Regions from separate parts of the Arachis hypogaea genome. Here region 2 is linked to region 1. Evidence: chromatin contacts called from public Hi-C data. All regions are on one chromosome and are shown on one strand. The core of a region is the stretch at or near the end of the contact, and the rest is flanking DNA. Distances in the headings are between cores, read along the strand shown. Region 1 holds the start of LOC112722623 (dof zinc finger protein DOF5.4). Region 2 has its middle 37 kb from the start of LOC112722625.

Region 1 (4,133 bases), core at 1,079-3,578:
GTGTGGTGGGGAATGGGCCGGGATGATATCATAAAATGTGCAGCAGCATGGTAGTTTCTTTGGTTGCTGTGTCAGAAGTGCATAGTGCATAACACAAGCTCAGAGGTTTCTGGGGGGACCCCACAACCCACCCACCTGCATCATGAATAACCGCTTCTTCTTCCTCCTTCTTCTCCTCTCCTCTCCTTCCCACCCAGCACTCCATCATCTTATCCATCTACCCACTCCATCCATCATTCTAATTTGGAACTCGCTGCATGCCCCTCACACCAACACCGTAGTAATAACTTTAGCTAAAACCTACTACTACATGCTCTAATACAAGGAGGAGAATTTCATTACACACCAAACTATAACCGACTCTGATCTCATCTTAAACATCAAGGATTCTTCTCTTCTCACCCACTCCCACGTGTCCCTCTCTCTCTCACGCGCGCTCAAAACACTCATCATCGCGCATGCAATGCAAGCCCTGCCCCCACCAAAATACAAGAGTGCTAGTTCTCTGTTTAATACCAGATTATTAAACAAATCTCATTTAATTATCATATTTTAATTAACCGTGACCTGTAAGTATGTAACTCATCATATTCATATACCCACTGATACGTACGGAAAGATTCAAATCTCAAGCTCAAAACAAATGCCAAATAATGATAGATTACAAACTAAATAAACAAAGAAACAGCTACATAAGAAATAATCACTAAATCGCTATTAAAACACTGCTTCTATATATATATATATATATATATTCTCTGTTTCTCTAGTCAATCAAATTCCACATTACATACATATATATAAGCATAAACTCAAAATAAAATTATATTAAAAAAAACAGACAAAACTAACATGGAAGTTAGTTAAGCATGCACATCACTAACTAAAATCAAGCCCAATCACCTCCCAAATTAAAAAAGGAAAAAAAAATATACATCAGATGATTAATTATACGAACCCCTTCCATCTTCTTTCATTCTTTTCAATTTCTTCTAACTTTAGTTTTGATTCCAAATTTACTTTGCACGTTATAAAAATAAGAGTTATATTTAAAAATAAAATTAAAAAAAAAAGAGGTGAGATTTTGAGAGGATATTTAATTTGTTTAGGCATTCTCAGGGGAGATGAAAGAGATTAGAATTATCGTGATCAGGCCATTGAGTTTGACTCCAGTAAGCATGATCAACGGAGTTGGGGAGATCAAACAAACCTTGATCCACACCAGCTTGCCAATCCAACGGTCCAAATCCACCGTTTCCCGTCTTGCTCGGAAGTGCCGACAAATCAACGGTTACAGTACTACCGTGTCCATGATGATCCAGCAAGCTCCCACCACTACCGTTCAGATTCTCCGGCAACTTCTGCTGCTGATGCCACTGAAACGACGTCGCATCAGGAACAACACCACCACCTCCAAATCCAAACGCCAATGCATCGTTGTTCGAAGAGGAAGAAACCATCAAGCTCGTCAGCGTCCCTATCTCAGAGAAAATACCGCTCTCCAAATTAGGGTTCGAGGAAGCGTTGTTGTTGTTATTCTCGTGGATCAACAACTTGGAAGAATCAGAGTTAAGCTCCGTCGTGCCGATGGTCGCCGCCGCCGCCGCCGCGGTGAGGTTAGAGCTCTCACTGCTGGAGTGAGAATTGGAGTTCTGGTCCGTCGGTGGAGCCTGAGACGACGTCGTTTGCGGCGGCGTTTCCGCGGAGGAAGTTGCGGTGGCGCTATTATTATTACTATTATTATTTTTGCTGGTTTTGGCGGTCTTGTTGTCGTTGGAACGCTTGGACTTGCGGCAACCGCCACCGACAGGGACGTTGCGGAGGACGCCGCCTTTGGTCCAGTAGCGGCGGCAGTTCTTGCAGAAGTGGCGTGGCTGGGAGAGGTTGTAGTTGTTGTAGTAACAGAACTTGGTGTTGAGTGAATCACAACGGGGACATTTAAGTGCTTGCTGCTGGTGGCAGTTGGTGGCGGTGTTCTGGTGAGGGTGGTGGTGGTGTGGCCTGAGCCTCCTGTCAGCAGCGGCGCCGAAGAACCTGGTGCCTCCCATTGAATGTATCTCCTGCATTTGGGCGTTGGAAAAAGAAGAAGAAGAAAGTAATAAATATAATAAGGGAATTGAAGAAGGAAGTGAGGTTTTGTTTGGGAGAAGAATTTGGAGTGTGTCAGTGGGTTAACTTGTGCATGTGGAACAGTGAGTGGAGATTGGAGAAGAAAATAAAAGAAAAGGAAGGAGTGGTTTGTGTTGTGATTTTGATTATGAGTCTGGTGACTGACAAATATCCATGTAATGCTCTTTCATCTCTTTGGATTTTTATTTTTATTTTTTTTTAATTTGAAGAGGGGAATTGACCAACAAACCCTTTAATGTTGGCTGAACTACCATTTCAGCCACTGGGACTGGGGACTAGTTTCTTAAATGCCGAAAATATCCTCCACTGTCGCAGGTGCCCGTAATGGACTGGCTGCCTTCTTGGAATTCGAGCTGCCAGCGTGGAACAGTTGCTGTAACAGATTTTACATGCAGCTCATGCACCTTCCGTACAGATAAATTTAATAAAGTAAATGATCGATATTTCAGTGATGGATTTATTTAGGATTTTTTTTAAATAAATAATTTAATTATTTTATTTATCAAAATATGTAATTTATAACATATTTATCAATTTACATAATTTAGCTTACTTTGTTTGTAAATGAGATATTTGGAGTTTGAAATAAAAAACACATATCTCTTACTATATAAATGAGATACATTCATAATTATTTCGTTTGTAGTGTAAACGAGATATGTGTATTATTATAAAAAATACAATTAAAATAATATCAATAATCTAAATTTTTAGTATATAATTAGTACTTAAAGGTAGAAGCATAGTCGTAAGAATCGAACCGGTGATCAAACTAGTCAGGTTACTAGTTTACTAGTTCAATCGATAAATCACTGGTTGAATCGATAAAACCGGTTCCACGTAAATAAAAAATAGTAAAAAATTTTAAAAAGTTCAAATCCATATCTTCACCATTTTAAGAACAACCAAGTCTCAAATTCTAAAGATAACTAATACAAAGATAAACATGAAATTAGTTAGTACTACTACAATAGTATCTTAATTAGACACAATAAGAATAACAATCTATGAACTATATCCAAGGAGTAATTTCAAAGTCGGGGTATTGTTATTCGTTTGACAAATGTGGAGCTACATCCTGATTGGTTTTATTTTGATTTGCATTTTTCATAGAATTATTAGCCCTATCATCATTCCGATCATTTTCTAAATCCAATTGATCTAGCATTATAGATAACGTTTCACAAATCAAGATCAAAAGTAATATAAAATATATTATAAAGCATACCAAAATCATAGTTGATCATAATTCATAAATAAATAAAAAAATACCTAAATCATCTAAAGGTAATTGAAGAGACATATTTGCAAGATCATTTTGTAAAGCATCAACTTCTTCAGGAGTTAAAAATGGTGGTGAATCTTCCAATATCCATTTCGAATTATTCTCAAATGCATCAAGACAAATTGAATCATAAACTTGCTTTCTCATTTGGTTCCTATGTTATCAAAATACTCCGTTACTCTTATGATGATTAAAATTTGAAAATAATGCTTTGAACTTAAAATAATTAAGAAAGTACCTTTGTTGTAACTATAAGTTGTAATGAACATAAACAATATCATTAAGTTTTTTATGCTCTAATCGATTCCTCTTTTTGAGTGAATGTGTTCAAAAATACTCCAATTACGCTCACAACCTGAAGAACTACAAGTTTGGCTTAAAATACGAATCACCAACTTTTGCAAATTTGGCGCTCCACAACCATAAGATTTTCACCATTGATCCTAACATAAAAAAAAGAATAATATATCACAATCATAAATATCAAATCATAAATACATCACAATCATAAAAGACTAATTTTATGAAGAAATTCACCTGGCATAACAGTGCTTTGTTCATGTATTGCAGATGGTCTTTCAAAATCTTGTTCAGCATTCTTAAAGATCCTCATCTCACTTGTCAGCTTAGAAATCAAAATTTGAATCACGATAAGCATATTTCTCAATGACATCTAGCAAGCCAGAAGTCATTTGCCTGTGCTTTTTAAATTCTTCAT
Region 2 (4,133 bases), core at 870-3,369, 190 kb after region 1:
ACTCCATTCGACTCTATCATAGGCTTTGCTCATGTCAAGCTTCACTGCCACCTCGTGATCACCACAAATGTTATTCTTCAAAAAATGCATGAGCTCATGAGCTATTAGGGTATTGTCACTAATCAGCATTTCTTTGATGAATGCGCTCTGATTCTCACTAATTACCTTATTCAATACTCCTTGCATCCTGTGAACCAGTATCTTTGAGATGATTTTATAGAAAACATTACTCAAACTAATGGGTCTAATTTGAACCATATTTTCTGCTTGTTGAACCTTTAGTATCAAACAAATATGCGTGTGGTTAAAACATCGCAACATCTTTCCTCCTGCAAAGAAACTCATGGCTGCCTCTGTTATATCACTTTTGATGATCCTCTAGTAATGTTGAAAGAATTTACCCGTGAATCCGTCATCACCCGGGGCCGAAAAAGGATTAATGGAAAAGGTTGCTGTTTTAACCTCTTCTTCTGTGACTCTCCGCACTAGTCTTCTGTTAGTCGTGACATCGACCATTACCTCCATGTCCTCTATACTCTCCATGGCTGAACTTGGGTTAGAAGTTGAGAAGAGTTCGATGAAGTACTGTTGTGCAATCTGAGCTATTTCTTCCTGATCGGATTTGTAGTTACCCGAGTCATCTAACAGCTTTTGAATCTTGTTTTTTCTGGCTCTATTCTGAAATTTTGCATGAAAAAATTTTGTATTTTGGTCCCCCATTTCAGCCATTGAACCCTTGACTTCTCCCGCCAATACCGCTCTTCCTTCTCGTACGCATCTGTTAGATCACCCTCTAGATTATGAATCTGTCTCTTATCCGCGCCATTCCCTTTCTCATTCTCCTATTCCAGCTTGTTTTTAATATCAGTAATGAGTGTCTTCGAGTTGCTTCTGCTGCTTTTCTGCCACTCCACAAGCATATGGCGACATTTTTTCAGTTTGCAAAATAGTTTGTACATAGGAGATCCATTTATTTGGGTCTGCCATGCCTCTTTCACAGTGTTTGATACATCCTCGCTGTCACACCACCTCTCTTGGAACCGAAATCTCCTCTTATTCCTGCTTTCTTCGCTGTTCGAATATAATAGAAGTTGACGATGATCTGAACCAGTATCCTCCAAGTGGGTGATTGTTGCTTTCGGGTACTCTAACCTCAAATGTGTTGAGGTCAAACATCTATCCAGCCTTTCTCTAACAAAATTCTCACCAAATTGTTTATTGCTCCAAGTAAATTTGCTTCCAATATACCCCAAGTCCACCAACTCACCTTCATTAATGAAATTATTGAAAGCCTCAATAGAGCTTCTTATCTTCATACGACCCCATCTTTCTCGTGGTATTCTGAGATGGCATTAAAATCTCCTATCACTATAGAATATTGACCTGAGCGGTGAATAATCTCCAAAATTTTGCCAAACTGCTCCTTCCTCCGATTTTCCTCACAATGAAGATGAACAGCCACCACCTCCCATTGTTTTTGGAGTCTGCGGTCAGTCCATGAGAATTGAATCATAAATTCTTCTTGATGTCGAACTGTAATATCTGATTCGTCCTTTCATGCCAACACCAAACCTCATGTCGATCCCCTAGGATCCACACAAAAAAAGTTCAAGAAACCCAACTTCCTACAAATTCCCGACACAATCAAGGTATTATTTTTCGTTTTGCACCTAAACAATACTTCAAGAGAATGGGATTTACAAATCCCTTGTATGCTCATTAGACAATAGAATAGATAAGATTGAATAATATCAGAAAATATTCAACAATAGTAGTGTTTCTATCTAGGTCCGAGGGGCAATAGGCCTAAGACTTTATTCATAGCTAAGGATCCATAATCCATATCACTCCCGAAAAGGCTCTAATAAGCCTTCTCCAATACTACTATACTGATCTAGGTCCAAAAAGCTCAATAAAGTCTCGGTTGGTGTAATTGTGTTACCTTAACATCTTGAAGACTTTCTTTTTAATATTTTTTGGGTCTGATTGGAAAACATTTTTTCCTTTTTTTTTTTTTGTGTTGACATTTCCTTCTTTCTGTTTTTGGTCAGGATGTTGACATTTCCTTCAGTCATGGAAGCTTAGCAGTAACTGGGTTGTGATATTATATATTGTGGGCCTGATGGACCAAAAGGAAACAGACCCACTTTTGACATCTTGAAATGGAACAACGACAAAGCATAGCATCGTTATTATCGTCGAATAAAATGTCACAAATAAATAAAACACATTATGATCATTGATCACTCTTCGTACTAATGCATCACAGGACATGACAAACTGACAATTATCCTCCTTCAAAAAGTTCCGGGAATTTAGCTTCTTCTCGAAGGCCAACCAAATCATTCTTCATTCAATTCAATCAATTATACTTCATACATCATCTATCATCAACTTCTACTTAATATATTAAAATTAGTTTTCGTCTCACTAATAAAAATGAGATATCAATTCTTCCTGAATTCATTTTTCCAACAAATAAATGCATTATTTTTTTTCTAAATTTATTTTAAAAAAATATTTTTGTTATAATTATATTATAATTTATATTTAAATAATAATATATAATTATACTAATTTAAAAAAATATTTTTATTATAATTATATAAAATCAATATTCAATACATTATTAAATTACTTATCAATTATCAATCGAAAATATTTTTATGTATTTTAATAATAATAATAATAATAATAATAATAATAATAATAATAATAATATGATATGATAATTATATGATAATGGCACCGGTTATTAATAACCACTTTATATTTCTCTAAATAAATTTATTTTAGAAAAATATCTTTATTATAATTATATTACAATATTACAATTAGTATTTAATGAATAATGCATAATTATACTAATTTAAGAAAATAACTTTATTATAACTATATAAAACTAATATTTAATGTATCTATCTATTCTATTATATAAAAATCAGGTTTCTGTACTTAATGATGGAGTTGACGTGACATGTTTTTTAGAGTATTTTTCAATTTATTTCTTTTAACTCATTAAATACAAGTTATTACGATAAACTAACTATATTAACTAATTGATTTGATTATATATTTAAATATCACATAATTTATTATAATTTATATCAATCAATTAATTATAATTTATTATATCGATTATTTTAATTCATTAATTTATATGGCATAGAGGATTTGTTACTTATTTTGATTAAATACAATAAATACAGATTAATTTAGTTAAGTAAATTATTGTCTCTTATGTTTTTCTATTTATTTTTTTAATTCATTAAATCCAATCAATTATAATAAATTAATTATATCAACTAATTAATTCAATCGACTATTTCCTAATTTATTTTTTTGAATTCAATAAATCAAATAAAATCAATTATACTAATTATTTGTATCAATTAATTGATTTGATTAATTTTTAAAAGTATTTTTATTTTATTTATTTAAATACATGAATTATAACTAATTAATTATTTAATTTTATTAGGATAAATATATCAAATTCTATTCCTAATATAAAAATAAAAATTTTTATTCTTTCTATTTTTATTTTACTACTATAAAAGACCATATATACTAGAAGAAAATATCATTTGTTTACCAATTACTCTTTTGCGTAGTTTTTACAACAATTCTTTTTCTTCCTACAAGGTGTCATCGTAAGAAGGCAACCATTGTGGACACAAACCACCACACCCTCTAACTCCCATTAACAAGTGCTCATAATTCGGAAATTTATATGATATGTTAGTCATGAAACATTCATAGACCATAGTGTTATCATGTATGTATAAATAAAAAAAGTTCCGTATTTGAACTTACTCAAGTCATTTACCTATTTGTGTGGTATATTGTAGTTTAAAATTACTTTTAATTTGTGTTGTACAATGATATTATGGTCTAGGGGTGCACAGACCCGGCCCGGCCCGAAGGTCCGGTCCGGTCCCGAACACTTTAGGGGCTAATTTGGTGTGATTTCATCCGGTTTAGGACCGGGTAAGGGTCTTAAAAATAGACCCGATCATTATTTCAGGTCTGGTCCGGGCCATAGCTTGGGTCACCCGAAGTCGGCCCGGTGGTCCGGTCATCATACACAATTAATATTTTGTGTTATTAGTGATGGATCATGACTATTCTTA

What was found. A called contact is a pair of places that touch in the nucleus more often than the background predicts.
Region 2: a Hi-C map of an unstated tissue shows a contact between it and region 1, with 6 times the contacts expected there. The contact joins the enhancer-like site here to the promoter of LOC112722623 in region 1. A contact is called at or near these places in 3 of 8 Hi-C or Micro-C datasets (leaf and an unstated tissue).

The regions. Positions count from the first base shown.
Region 1 is chr11:130,344,969-130,349,101 of arahy.Tifrunner.gnm2.J5K5, forward strand. It overlaps LOC112722623 (dof zinc finger protein DOF5.4), which reads right to left and starts at 2,329. Exons shown (of 1, transcript XM_025773717.3): 1 at 693-2,329. The coding sequence starts at 2,066. The coding sequence ends at 1,116.
Region 2 is chr11:130,533,037-130,537,169 of arahy.Tifrunner.gnm2.J5K5, forward strand. No RefSeq gene overlaps it. Among protein-coding and RNA genes, the nearest start is that of LOC112722625, 37 kb to the right of the region's middle. Within about 2 kb of position 2,120, at least 2 of the 3 cell types and tissues checked have open chromatin away from gene starts, as enhancers often do.